3 separate regions of the Mus musculus genome follow, and all the other regions are linked to region 2. Evidence: chromatin contacts called from public HiChIP or PLAC-seq data. All regions are on one chromosome and are shown on one strand. The core of a region is the stretch at or near the end of the contact, and the rest is flanking DNA. Distances in the headings are between cores, read along the strand shown.

Evidence for each region. HiChIP or PLAC-seq counts read pairs in DNA pulled down with a chosen protein or histone mark.
Region 1: an H3K4me3 HiChIP or PLAC-seq map of embryonic basal ganglia shows a contact between it and region 2, with 4 times the contacts expected there. The contact joins the promoter of Sstr5 here to the promoter of Gng13 in region 2. A contact is called at or near these places in 20 of 39 promoter capture datasets (3T3-L1-derived adipocytes, the C10 cell line, the HPC-7 cell line and 13 more), 3 of 15 datasets of contacts at CTCF or cohesin (the NIH/3T3 cell line, large pre-B cells and pro-B cells), 22 of 484 Hi-C or Micro-C datasets (the G1E-ER4 cell line, bone marrow-derived macrophages, cochlea and 14 more), 12 of 115 datasets of contacts at active chromatin or transcription factors (the SCID.adh cell line, bone marrow-derived macrophages, craniofacial prominence and 9 more) and 3 of 9 other capture datasets (adipose tissue, liver and pancreatic islet).
Region 3: a contact with region 2 is called in an H3K4me3 HiChIP or PLAC-seq map of embryonic basal ganglia, with 5 times the contacts expected there. The contact joins the promoter of Tekt4 here to the promoter of Gng13 in region 2. A contact is called at or near these places in 16 of 39 promoter capture datasets (3T3-L1-derived adipocytes, the C10 cell line, the HPC-7 cell line and 9 more), 1 of 15 datasets of contacts at CTCF or cohesin (embryonic stem cells), 63 of 484 Hi-C or Micro-C datasets (the AML12 cell line, B cells, CD4 T cells and 45 more), 18 of 115 datasets of contacts at active chromatin or transcription factors (the SCID.adh cell line, craniofacial prominence, embryonic basal ganglia and 11 more) and 5 of 9 other capture datasets (adipose tissue, embryonic stem cells, liver and 2 more).

What each region holds. Positions count from the first base shown.
Region 1 is chr17:25,494,494-25,499,045 of GRCm38.p6, reverse strand. Sstr5 (somatostatin receptor 5) reads left to right here and starts at 1,758. Exons shown (of 3, transcript NM_011425.3): 1 at 1,758-1,924; 2 at 3,868-4,019.
Region 2 is chr17:25,715,366-25,719,978 of GRCm38.p6, reverse strand. It overlaps Gng13 (guanine nucleotide binding protein (G protein), gamma 13), which reads right to left and starts at 2,451. Exons shown (of 3, transcript NM_001357782.1): 1 at 2,398-2,451; 2 at 1,181-1,312; 3 at 877-1,052. The coding sequence starts at 1,278. The coding sequence ends at 947. It overlaps Chtf18 (CTF18, chromosome transmission fidelity factor 18), which reads left to right. Exons shown (of 22, transcript NM_145409.2): 19 at 1-114; 20 at 196-327; 21 at 554-611; 22 at 695-949. The coding sequence ends at 831.
Region 3 is chr17:25,469,168-25,473,318 of GRCm38.p6, reverse strand. It overlaps Tekt4 (tektin 4), which reads right to left and starts at 1,729. Exons shown (of 6, transcript NM_027951.1): 1 at 1,064-1,729. The coding sequence starts at 1,597.

The DNA.
Region 1 (4,552 bases), core at 509-3,008, 220 kb after region 2:
TGTGTGTGTGTGTGTACTACATGTGTGCCTGGTGCCCCCAGAGACCAGAAAGGACATCAAATTCCCTGAAACTAGAGTTACAGACTGTTTTGAGCTACTATGTGGGTGCTGGGGATCAAATCTTGGTCCTGTAGTCAGTATTCTTAACTGCTGAGCTGTCTCTCCAGTCCTTAGAATTTTCTATATAAAATTGTTGTTGTTGTTTATTACTCTCTGCTACACACTGAACTTGTGGGACAGGTGCTGTTTTGTCCCCAGGGCTGTCTGCCTCACTGATAGCGCTCAGAAATGGTCTCCTACATAAACACAGAGAGGATTCAGAAGGCCTGATGAAGAGTGCTCAGATTAACTCCTTAGCCAGAGAGCTCTGGACACTCCATTGCACCTCAGCCTGTCTCCTCAATCCACACAGTCACCACAAAAACTCCTACACCACCTTGAACGTCTGGTTCCCTGCTCATGCCGTGCCTGTTTCTAGCAGAGACCCTGGGATCCAGGGTGGCTTAATCTGCCTTGATGTACCCTGTAAGGCACCAGAGAAGGCAGCCATCAGCCCCTAGAGGCAATGGACTAACAGCTGCCATCTGAAGCCAGAGAGGAGGCCCCCCAGTCTGCAGAACAGTGGAGGTGTCCTTGTGGCAGGATCTGGGCAGCCTCCTCAGGAAGCTGACAGTCACTTAGATGGAGCTCAGGACTAAGGAAAGGTTGAGCTCTTCCTAAATGTGGAGTCCAAATCTGGCTGGGGAGGAGTACCATGAGGAGCTGGAGCACGGGCCATTGCTAAGCAATTGCGCTCTCTCCATTACAAACCTAATCCAAGTTCCATGGAAAAACCATAGAATGGGGGGGAGAGAGAGAGGGAGGGAGGGAAGGAGGGAAGGAGGGAGAGAGAGGGAGAGAGAGAGAGAGAGAGAGAGAGAGAGAGAGAGAGAGAGAGAGAGAGAGAGAGAGAGAGAGAGAGAGAGCGCGAGCACACTCAGGCGCCACCTACCTGATTAGCTGAACCATCTCCACTGGAGGACAAGCAGTATGTAGCTGAGTCCCACATCCTTTATGTGTGTCAGCTGTTCTTGGTGGTACTGCAGAATTTCAGATCAGGTTAAAGAAATGAATTGTGTGCCAGCTCTGAGCCACAGAGCTGCTGGGATAACCCCTGTCCCTAGCTCCAGAGGAGGCAGACACTCAACTCTTGTTAGAGTCAGCAACTCAGTGAGCAGCATCTTAAAGCCTGGGGCCTGGTAGGAAGTACAGACTCAGGCTCACCCCTGCCTGTTCAGGGACCACACTCTGCCTTGAGGATTCCCACTGCCTTCCCTCTGCTCTTGGAACCCTGCTCTTGGAACCTCACCTCAGACATCGCTATAGGCCACCAGACTTCTCTCAGGAGTGAGACTCAGACTCTGCAGGCATCAGAGGGACTCCCTTCAGCCCTAAACTTCCAGTCACAGCTCAAACTGATGGTTGGAAAAAAGGATGGGATGGAGGCGTGGTCTAAGTCACAGTCGACCACACAAGGACTGCACAAAGGTCTCAGAGACTGATAGACTTAGGTGACTTGGAGCATCAGGTGGCTAGATAAGAGTCCACCCAGGCAACCTGACTCTAATGCCCCGACCCCCCCCCCCAATCCTCCCGGAAACCCCCATTCTCGACCTGGCCATGGGAGCTCGCCCTTTCTACCCTGCCTCACCACCCCACCCCACCCCACCCCACCCCACCCCACCCCACCGGAGGCTCTCGGCCAGCCTGGCTTAGCCACGCCCCCTCTATCTCCTCCACCCTCTCCCTCCCCCTAGCCTGAGGGCGGGCGCCGACTTCGTACAGCAATCCAGTGAGCGCTCTGCTCTTTGAGCTCGAGGGCGCTGCCTGACCGCGAAGTACCGCCGCCTCGTCCGCCCCGGCGTGGGCATCCTGTCCTGCACAGGTCTGTCGCTTCTTCCCGCTGTCTCTGCGCGCAGCTCAGGCCTGGGGTCCCGCCTTTCGCCCCCTGCTTGCAGCTCCCAAGCTCCTCTGGGCATCTACGGGGCTCACCTGCCTCTGCCCCAGCTTCTCTCGCGTCTGCTCCCCAACCTCAGAGCTTCATCCTTTTGCCTCTGTCTCGGAGACTCGGAGGCCTCCCGGTGTGCTTGGGTCAGGTCAGAAGCCATAAAGGACCCAGACATCTCCCTCTGCCTATGCGCCCCTCGTCTCTCCATGGCGCGCACCCTATGCCAGGGAGGGTTGTGAACTGGGTGAGCCCAGAGGCCTCAGAACCACGGTCTCGGAGGGAAAGTGGGAGGGCGCAGAGATAACATCAGGCAGGGTAGGAGGTCTGCAGCTGGACGCCGAGGGTGGGGGACGGTCGGGGAGGAGAGCAGCAGCGTACGCATATGGGTCCGCTGGCGGCCGGCAGAGTGGTGTCAACCATGGGGCTGCGGCCTGGCACGTATAGACGCCCTGCAGGATCTGAGTTCCCCGGGATTGTTTGCGCCAGAGCAGGAAATCTGGGTACACCCTTTCCCTCTGGGAATCAAGTCCCCACATGGCCATTGCGGGGCACTTCTGTCTCAGGAGTCCCCCAGTCCTCTAGTCATAACGCTCCCCTACGTGGGATGGAGAATGTCCTAGAACTTTCTTTGATGTTCAAGGTCCTTCCCTTCCCTGCCATCGGTTGTGTGACTTAGGGTTATGAGAACTAGAACCCAGGTGCCCAAAGTCAGATGTTGGGACTGTTGCTGAGCAACAGAATGCATCGCAGGGTCAGGTGGGATGCATGGAGCCTCCAATAGCAGCAATGACCAACCATAACTGGGCATTGGTTTGGTTTCCCGTAATGTAAAGGCTCGGATTTCTGAGGAAGGGGCTGGAAATGGAAATAGCTTTCTTCAGGGCAGGGAGACCCATTGAGCCCCTTTGATGGGTTTGTGCAATCCTGGCCTCCCTGTTGGTCCAACTGCCTAACTTTCCCCCTGCCTTGGCCCAGGCTGCCTCCAGAAGTGTTCTGAGGTGGAGTGTATTTGGGAAAAGGAAGCAAGAGGGGGGTCGTTAATTGCTGTGGACAGGGATGGGGTGCGGTGGGGTGGGGGTGTGGCTCCAGCCCCATCCTCAGCAGAGCAGGAGAGGGGGCAGAAGCTTACAGGATGGGCAATTTGATAGTTGCATCTCCAGATACATCAGGGTCCAGTCGAACATCAAGGTCTCAAAGATCACAGGGCAGGTACTAGGGTGAGGTGGGCAGGGCCAGCACCTGCTAGGGACGTGACATCAATGGGGTTGGCTAAGCAGGTCTTTGGTTGGACTCTGATGTGAAACCCCCTCCTTCACCCCTCCCTCCCACAATTGAAACAGCCTGGGGGGGGCAATTTTCCCCTGAACATGTAATCCTTGTGAATAAAAAATTTGCTCTTTTAAAAATGGTTCTTGCAGAATTATATCCCAAGAGACAGGCACAGCTCTAGGGCCTATTTTGTTCTTTGTAGCCCTGAGACTGGTTGGGAGTTGTAGTGTTTGCACAGACAGCAAGGGCTGGTGGCCTGCTAAGCCATTCCCGGGCTCTGGGTAGCAGTGAGAAGGGGTGGGCCAGAGAGCAGCCTCAGAGGAGCCCAGAGAAACTGAGAGCTTGACTTCAGGTCAGACATGTGTTCAAGAACTACTACCTCAAGCCAGAGCCTCTTCAGGAGGCCTGGAGCCCATCAGCCCTTCCCCCCATCAGTGGACAGCCTGTCTTCAGGGACGGAGTTATCAGCTTCCTCGAGCTCATTTCAGGGCCCTTGGTTGTCTTTCTGGGAGAGGTGGACCCACAAGTCTCTGCAGCGCTTCCGTGCATATTGGTCTTGTGAACTGACATTTCAGGACTCCTGGCTGCCTCTAAACCATGGTCCTTTTTAGGAGAGGTCTCCACGGCTGTCCACGGGACATGTGAGGATAACTTTTAAAGTGCCATAAAGATACTTCCTGAGACCAGCCCCTGTGAGCCAACCTCTGTGAGCAGTTCCACCTACTGAGCTCCAAGGAGGCTCCTCTAACATTGTCTTTTTAAGGTATTTATTTATATGTGTATGTGTATGGTGCCCTCATGTATATCTATGTACCACATGCAGGCAGTGCTGTGCATGCAGAAGCCACAAGAGGGCCTTAATCCCCTGGCATCTGAGTTATAGACAGTTGTGAGCTGAGATGTTAAGTGCTGGGAATCGAACCTGGGTTCCTCTGGAAGGGCAACCAGTGCTCTTAAACACTGAGCCATGTCTTCAGCCTTTCCCTTTCTTAATACCAGGCCTCATGTATCCCAGGCTGGCCTCAAACTTACTATGTGATCAGGAATGACCTTGAGCTTGGAATGACCTTGAGCTTGAGCTTCTGGTCCTCTGAGCCCGCCTCTCGCAGGTGCTGGGATCGCAGGCCTATGCTAACACATCTGGTTTATTCATTGCTAGGAATTGAACCATGCATGCCAGGCAATCACTCTACATCCTTAGGCCTACACTCGGTCTTTTATTAGATAAGGTTTATCAAGCACCTCTTATCTTTAATAGAACTGTCATTCTCACTGTTGGTAGTGTTTCCATGATGT
Region 2 (4,613 bases), core at 1,202-3,701:
CTACCTGCCCGAAAGCCCCTCACCTACCAGGCTAAGCAGCTTATTGCTCGGGAGATTGAAATGGAGAAGATGCGCAGGGCAGAGGCTTTGGCCTGGGCTCGAAGTGGCCCCCAGGTAAGTTTGTCCCCGGTGTTGAGACAGCATACAACATCAGTGGTTTGGCCTTGGCTAGCCGACTCTCATGCTTCCATTCAGGTGGACCAGGGCTCCTCAGGGCCTGCAAGTCTGTGGACAGACAGTGGGGAAAAGGGGACAAGGCAGCCTGTCCCACGTAACCATGAGCAGCGCCTAGAACACATCATGACGAGAGCAACCGTGCAGGAGCAGGTGTGTGTGTGTTGGGGGTAGGGCTGGAGCAAGATGATTACCGGAGGGTGGGGCTTGCCCCAATCCCAAGGAGCCACCTGTTGCTCTCAGAAAGTGGGCAGTGGTTAGTAGAGGTCCTCCTAGTCGCAGGCCTTGCTCAGAGGCCTTGGGAGTCTCCTCTCACATGGGAAAGGCCTAGGTGTGCCTGCTTGTTCACTGGCAAGCTGACGGCCCTCTTTTCTGCTAGCCTGAGAGGGACTTCTTTGGACGTGTGGTCATCAGGAAAGTGGCAGTCCCGAGCAGAGGTGTGTATGGGTCACAGAAGGAAGGGAGGGGGTGGAGACATAGGCTGGGGTCTGCTGAGGTGCAAACCTTTTGGTCCCTGCAGAGGTTGAGGCCCCCCAGAAGGACGCGGACGAGTGGCGCATGGGTGTGGCAGTGGGCAGGAGTGAGGTGTGGTTCCGGTTCAACGAGGGCGTCTCAAATGCTGTTCGGCGCAGCCTGTACATCAGGGACCTGCTGTAGCCCCACTGCCCCAGGACATCAGATCGCACTGGCTCCCACAGGGAATGGACTAAAGCAGAGACACCCGGAGAAGTCTATTTATAAAGTCACACCTTACAGAGAGTGTGGGTCAGGCTCATAGGATGGTGCACTTGGCCTTCTCTACCCAAGGGTTGTTCTTCATCAGGTCTGGGTTCAGGAAGGGGTCCTTGGGGATTCCATCCTCAATCCACTTGAGAAGCCTGTGAGTGGGGAGTGTCAGTGAGTGTCGGTCATTCCCGTGGCACCTGCCTACTGGGGGTGTGAGGTCCTGGTTCACACAAGGGGCAGTGGCTGGGCAGGTAAATGACAGACATCATGGGGCACTCACTCGGGGATGGTCTTGGACGACATCTCCCTCTTGAAGGCCAGTTGGTACTTGAGGCTCTCTACCTCCTTCTTCATCTGGGGCACATCCCACTCCTCCATGGCGTCGGGGGCGTCGGTGGTAGCCAGCCTGAGGCTGGTGGGCAGGAGAAGCGAAAAGAGCTGGGTCTGCAGCCCCCACCCCCACGCCACCCTCAGCCCCAGGACAGAGGGAGATCCTGGGACCATACCACCCATTGGTCCTTCCTGAGGTCTGGAGTGATGTTGGCAAAGAGCCCGAAGAGGGCCACAGGGACCCACTAACAAGACCCCTGAGCCTTCTCTACCCAGTGGGGCTGATTAGCTGCAGAGCAAACTTTCCGTTCTTGGCTGGGCAAATGAGCCTGAGAAGGCCCAGCCCTGGATTGGGAGGACAGACTCATCCCTGCCTAGGGAGGTTAAAAGATGGACTTCTGAGTACCCAGGGCAGCCCCCACCCCCCTTCCAGACCCACTTCTAACTCAGACCCTGGGTGCTGCGATGAGAGCCCTGAGATGCTGGGTGCTGCCTGGCCCTCCTGGATGCCTGTTTTGCATGGGTAAAGAGGCTGAGAGGCCAAGTTAATCTCGGGGCTGGGAGGATTTGTCTGCAATTTGCATGTAGGGTGGGGTATGTGCAGAATGTCTGGGGACACAGGCCTTTCAGCAAGCCCAGGACTTGGGAGGTGGGTAGCCTTCCTGAGACCAGTGTTTTCAGATCCAGTCACTGACCTGACTAGGGAGAGCTGTCAGTTGGAGCACAACGGGCCTCCCTTTACCCCTCCCTAGCTAGTTGCACTCCAAAAGACCAAGTCTCTGGTTCTCCCTCCAATCACAGCTTCCACGACCTTGAGAGGGGTCTGGCACCGAGTACCAGACACATCCGGGCTAAGCTTCCATCCCGGGATACTGAGCTGAGCTGGCCTTGGGGAGAGCCTAGGACCCAGCCTTTAGAGTGGCCCATCCTAAAGAGGTCCTGGCAGGGCTCGCAAGGAACCAGTGAGAGGTTGGGTGGGCTAGTATTCCTGGTTGTGTGGGGCCACCTGCAGAGTACCTTTCCCAGAGACCCCCAAGTTACAGTGCCCCACCCTGCTAGGTTCTCCCGCGCCCCACACGCCGACAGGCACGTGGGCGGAGGATCAGCTGCGGGTCCTCCACAAATGGGAGCATCTGGGCTGGGGGCATGGCCCACCACTGGCCCTACCTGCGCTGCTGCCGCCGCCGGAGCCCGGCCGCCGGTGCACCCCGAGACGCCCCCGGCCAGGCGCACGGCGGCGCACACGGGCACTGCGGGCGGCGCGCACGGCGCAGGACAGACGCGCCCCCGTCGCGCAGCGATGGCTCCTGCGCCGCTGGACTCGATCTGTCGGCCGCCCCGCCCCTGAGGCCCGGAGGCAGTTGCCCTGGTCCCAGTAGTTAGAATTAGCCTAGGGGCCCCACCTGGTCAAGCCCTAGAGCCCTGGAGTCTGTTTCCCCCTCAGTGTGAGGTTTCTGTTCATCGGACTTACTTTTGGAGGAGACAGCAAAAGCAGAGATGACAAGGGCCGAGGGATCTGTGGAGTGAGGCTGGGCTGTCCGAGTCCGGGGAGCCCAGGCAGCCGCCCCGCCCACTCTTGCCACCTGGGGCCTTGGTACCGCCTTTACAGGGTTGGGCTGACCCCAAGAGCTCCCTGGGCTGCTCCTACAGCTTTGGCAGGTCTCCCCTGGGGTGGGACATGCAGCAGTGGGAGCTAGTCCCGTCTCTCCTGGGTCAGCTACAACTGCTGGCAACCCAGTTTGACAATCTTGTGATACTGGGACCAGAGCCCTAAACAGCAAAATATGCCCCACCCAACAAGGCTTCTCTGGTCAGGGCCCTCCTATGCAGGGCACTCCAATGCAGGCAGCTGAGAAGAGGGGGTGGGGGCAGAGCACTTCCCACTGTGGTCTTGCAGCCCACCTGGTGCAGGTGACCTTCAGTGTTGTCCACTTATGGGAGGCTGGGGGGCATCCCGCAGAATTCCACGACAAGAGCCTCACCTAGAAGGGGTTCAGGCCTCCCTCCATAGCACTCCCACCTTCTGGCGCCTTCCTCATTCCCAGGCAATGACTTCAAAAGAACCCACGGTTGGATAGTGCGTGGGGGCCTCGGGTGTGAAGGGTCACCCATCTCCAGCTTTGGGTAGATTAAAAGTTAGCTTAGGGGGTGAGTAGGTCAGTTTCTTAGCTGATGCTGGATGGCCTTTGGGTAGGGAGAAGAGTACTTCCTCAGCCACAGGATTTTGAGCCCTGTGCCCGGCGGCAGCCACCTCCCTATTTCTCAGAGACTCTGTAACGGGGGCAGGGGGCTAGCCCTGCCTTCAACTAACCAGAGCAGCGCCTCCCTTTCCCAGTGTTACTGTCAGAGGTACACCTCACCAACTCTTGTGGGAGCTGTGCTCTGGGGACCTTCATATGACGCAGGCTGCAACAGCAACCCGTGGGGGAGGGGCAAGCCTGTCCTGGGAGGCAGGGCCAGTACCTTGCTAAGTATTCTGGGTCCTCTGAGGGCTGGAGGTTTGTTGAGTGGCCCTTACCTAGACAACAGGATAGGTCAGAGTTAGAGGAACAGAAGGAGTTCAGAGCTCACCCTGCCCAGGAGATGGCCTGGACCCCTGCAGGTATGATCAAAAGACAGACCAGGTCCCTGTCCCTTGGACTCTCAGGACCATCAGTCACACAGCAGGCTTCCCTGGTGTTGATCAGTGAAATGGGGTCACCAAGCTTCCCTGGCCCCTGATGTGCATCAACATGTGGTTAGATCAGGAGGCATCCCTGGAACTGGGGCACGCTAGGGAGCGGAGAGATTACTTATCATGGATTTGGGGGTTGGAGGAGCTTAAGGTTAATGGTGCCAGGCCTCAGGGCAGATGTCGTTCTTCCTGGTAGGGTGGAGGACTGTCATATCTCCTGGGACCTGTGCTCACTCTCCCTCCCCATGCCTTTTGTGTGCCCTGATCTAGATGCACACCCTAACACTTAGGCTACCATGGGTGTCTGGCAGGAGAAAAGCTGGGAGAGCCACCAGAGCACAGTGACAATAGGGAGGAAGGGGGCCAGCCACTCTAGAGGCTGAAGGACTAGGTGACCTCCAGAGGGCCCCAGGCTGCCTACATTCACTGGGATGAGGTAATGTTTCTGACTGCACTCCAATGGGACAATCTGAACCCTCAGGTGGTTTCCACGGCTTGGGTGAGTTCCTATTGCTGAGACAGTAGGTAGTGAGACCGGCCTGCTTCAGTGTCCCCAACCCAGCCCCAAGGCTCAGGATTCAGGCTTTATGACTGTTTGTTTGTTTGAGACAGGGTTTCTCTGTGTAGCCCTGGTTGTCCTGGAACTCCCTCTGTAGACCAGGTTGGCCTCAAACTCAGAAATCCGCCTGCCTCTGCTTCCAAGTGCTGG
Region 3 (4,151 bases), core at 480-2,979, 250 kb after region 2:
TTCTGGGTGCCAGGATTATCTTGTGCTCAAACCCACCTGGGCCATGATCTCCAGTGTCCAGTGTCCTCGGTCCCTCTCCCATCTCTGCACCCACTGGCCGAAGTGGGCAAGGCCTAGGGGTAGGACAGGAGTTCTCTGGGGCCCCAGCCTGGCGGTTTATTCCCCAGCTCCATCATTCATCCTTGCCCATGGGCCTGAGGCTACCACAGGAGGCGCCAGCTCTGAGGAATTCCCAGTTGTGTGGCACCCAGGCTGAGTGGCCCCATAATCACACAAGACTCCCCAAAGCAAGCTGCGCTGGGGTTTGAGGGAAAGGTACCCGATGAAGGGAGGGGGACGTGGCAGGGTTTGTTTTCGGTTCAGTTTGGGTTTTGGTGTTTGTTTAAGAGTCTCATATGTAGTCCAGGCTGGCCTGGAGCTCGTGTTCCTTCCTCAGTTTCCCTGACACTGGGATTATAGTGTATACTAGGAGAACATTGAAGCTCAGGCTCTGGGGTTCTGGGGCTCTGGGGAGAGAGAGCAGATGCCATGGGCATCCACAAGCCCTCCATACATGCAACACTGGCTGGCCCGGCTTTCTACCCTGAACACCAATAGCACTGCAAGGGGCATGCATGGTGGTACGGGGGAGCCTTTGGCTTAGCCAAAAACAAAACAACCTCAGCCAGAAGAATGTGGCGCACGCCTTTAATCCCAGCACTTGGGAGGCAGAGGCAGGTAAATCTCCTAGTTTGAGGCCAGCTTTGGTCTACAGAGTGAGTTCCAGGACAGACAGAGATACACTGAGAAATCCTGTCTTGGAAAACAGACAAACAAAAAAGCCCAAAGCCCACCACCACCGACAACAAAAATCCCCTCAGAGTCAGACTGAACGTCTTTGAAATCTTATGGGCTGGAAGGAATCCCACAAGAGAGAAAGTTACTTGGATGTGGTAGAAATTCCGCTATCTGAAGGATCAGGAGTCCTGCATAGGCACAGTGCTGTGTGAACCCTAAGGCCCTGTGTTATCTCTATGAGAGCCAGAGCCTGCCTCCCACGCTGAGCCCGAGCCACTGGTTGCACCTTCAGTAGCTCCACCTCCACATAGTCCCGGACAAGGTCTGGGTGCTGGCGGCGTTCTCTGCACTGCAGGTTGTCAGTAGCAATGGAGTAAGGCACGGAGGTGGCATCCAAGGCGCGCTGTAGCCGCAGCTTCTGGGCCATCATCAGGTCCGTCTCGGAAGACAGCTCGTCTATCTCTCGCTGCAGCTCTGACTTCCAGCAATGCATGTCCTCCAGGCGCTCTCCCACCTTTCTTGTGGAGTCAAGTTGTGTGCGCTGGGCCAGTGCCCCAGTCTCGGCTACCAGCTGCCCGCTCTCATGCCGCTGCCGCTCAGAGTAGTCCCGGTCTGCGAAGGCCTGGTGGTAGCGGGCATAAGAGTTCTGAAACCACTCGTCCCTCAGGTATTTGGCTGTGCGGAAGCCAGCGGTGGCCAGACCCGAGGACGTGTAGGCGCCAGTATTGCAGGCCACTTCATATTCTTTGCGCGGAAGCTCACAGACATCTATTGACTGTGGGGCCGGCTCCTTGGTCAGGAGCACGCCCGTTTGGGCCATGGTACCCACTGCCTGGCTAAGCAGGAAGGGAGGCGGAATGAAGAGAGGGTCACTGGGCAATTGTCCAGGCACGATCAATGGAGCAGTACTGGTCACTCTGTCCCAAGCAAGGTTCCTGGTTGCCTAAGGAACATTGTATACACCAACTGCCTCCTGTTGCTGAGCAACAGGGTCACTCAAGGGGGAGGAGCAGAACTGCCCTCTTAAAGGGCCAAGCAGTGTCTGGGAACATAGCTGGGTAAAAGGTAAAAATGTTTGCCTCGCAAGAACATGAGTTTGTTTCCCAGGACACAGGTGGGGGCAGGGGGGGATGGGTGTGGTGGCATATGCTTGCAATCCCTGCACTGGGACGGCAGAAACGGTTAATCTGTGGTGTTCACAGGCCAACCAGCCCAACTGTATTTGACGAGTGAAAGACCTTGTTGAAAATAAGGTTGGCCAGGCATAGTGGCAAATACTTCTAATGCCAGCACTCAGGAGGCAGAGACAAGTGGAGCTCTCTGATTTCAAGGATAGCACGGTCTACGTAGTGAGTTCCAGCTTGGTCTGGGCTATATAGCAGGACCCCCATCTCAAACAAAACCCCCAATAACAACAAAAACAGACAAAACCCCAAAATGGATGGTGCTTGAGAAATGTCCCCTAAGGTTTCCAATGCACACAAATACTCATATGCCCATGTGCGTGCGCATGCACAAGCTCTCTCTCTCTCTCTCTTTCACACACACACACACACAGACACACACACACACACACAGGCAATCCCCAACTCTCAACTCTTCACCACACTGTGATCCGAGCCACAGAGGCTCAGGACTTGTTCCCTGGGACCCTTGGGCTCCAGGGCTGGGGTAGTGAAGGGCCTTGGGGTCCAGGGCTGGGGTAGTGAAGGGCCTTGGGGTCCAGGGCTGGGGTATGAAGGGTCTTGAGGTCCAGGGCTGGGGTAGTGAAGGCTCCAAGGTCCCTGACACCCCTGCCCTCCTCCCTGGCTCCTTGGCTCCTTTTCTGAGATGTTCTTCCATGATCTGGTCCTGAGTGTGGGCTTTGCCCTGCTGGAGGAGGACGGAGGAGGTTCTGCCTACTTAACGACCCCTTTGGGTGATCTGTGGGAGGTGGGGGCCATGGAAATGTGAGCAGGTTCCTCAGCCTGAGAAGTGCCTCTCATCCTCAACATTACCCTAAGCCACCCTAGGACTCCACAACTTGGCCCATTGCGCATGTGGTCTGAACCCCGCATGCAGGCCCAGAGGACCAAACATCCACCCTACCTCAGCCTCCAGGACTCACTTTGGGACCTGAACCCATGAGAGTATCCACAGCCACCCTGACCCCATCTATTCCCAGGGCCACTGTGTAAGGGCCAGCCCCTCTTCTTCTTCCTGTATCCCATAGCTGGACTTAGATCAGAGCCTCCTGGGGATTTGGGTCAGTGTTCTGAAGGGGGTTCACCCACTGAATGTATCTGGAGTCACGTATCCTGATCTGCTCAAAAAGGGGAGGCACTTTCTGTCTGGGCAGTTGTTCCCAGGACACTAGTTAGATAGGAAATCCTGCCATCCAACCTGGGCATTAAGAAACCCTAGTCGATAGCCAGTGTGACCAAGAGAGGGCGACATTGACTGCAGAATGTGCCAGCCACCTATTCCTAGTTCCTGACCATTCTGTGGTCTTCCTCCCTCCCCTCCCACCTGGTCTTCCCCAGAGGCTCCTCACATACTAGGTCCTCTCTGAAAGAAATCCACACCCTTAGCCAGCACAGGGTCTACTGCCACAGCCCCTCAGCCTCTCCTCTCCCCACTGTCCTATCCCGTTTCCCGCCTCGAGAACCTCAGGCTCTCTCTGCTCAGTGCACAGGCTTGGTTTCACCCACACACCTCTGTCCAGGCTGTGCATTCCTCCCCGCCCCCCCCCCGCCCCGACCCTGTGCTGACTCCCTAGCAGTTAGCCCCTCACTCACTTCACACTCCATGTCAATCCTCTGGCAGGAGCCCCTGGCATTCCCACCAGTAGATGCTTTATACATGTGTAATTTGTGGGCAGAAGCCTTGAGAATTCATAACCAGATGGAGCAAGAGCTGCCACTGTTCCTCAAGAGCTAGAAGCCAAGAACCTTTGGGGGCCAGTGTGGGCCTCCCTCTGTCTCCTCTGTGCCTCAGTTTTCCCACATGGTAGTAGGTACAGAGCTACCCAGAGCACACCACAGTTTCTCCTTAGATTCATTCCTGACATGTGGAGCCAGGGACTGCAAAGGAAGAGAACTAGCCTGGGCCCAGTGACTCTACCTGATCTTCACCTGCAGTATTCAAGTACTGGGCACTGCAGGTAGCTGATGCTCCCATGGAACCCCCAGGCTAATGAGGAAGGCCAGGTCTCAATGTAGGTTCCCCTATGTCAAGATAGACTCCAAGGTAGAGCTTTGACCTTAGTCCCCAGCTTGAGGGGCCAAGACTCGCCAGACACCTTCAGGGATGTGTTGAGCCTTTGTCCCTATCATCCACGGCCTCTAGTCTGACCCTTGGTCCAAAGAAAGAGGCATTTGTGCTCTGAAGGTGAC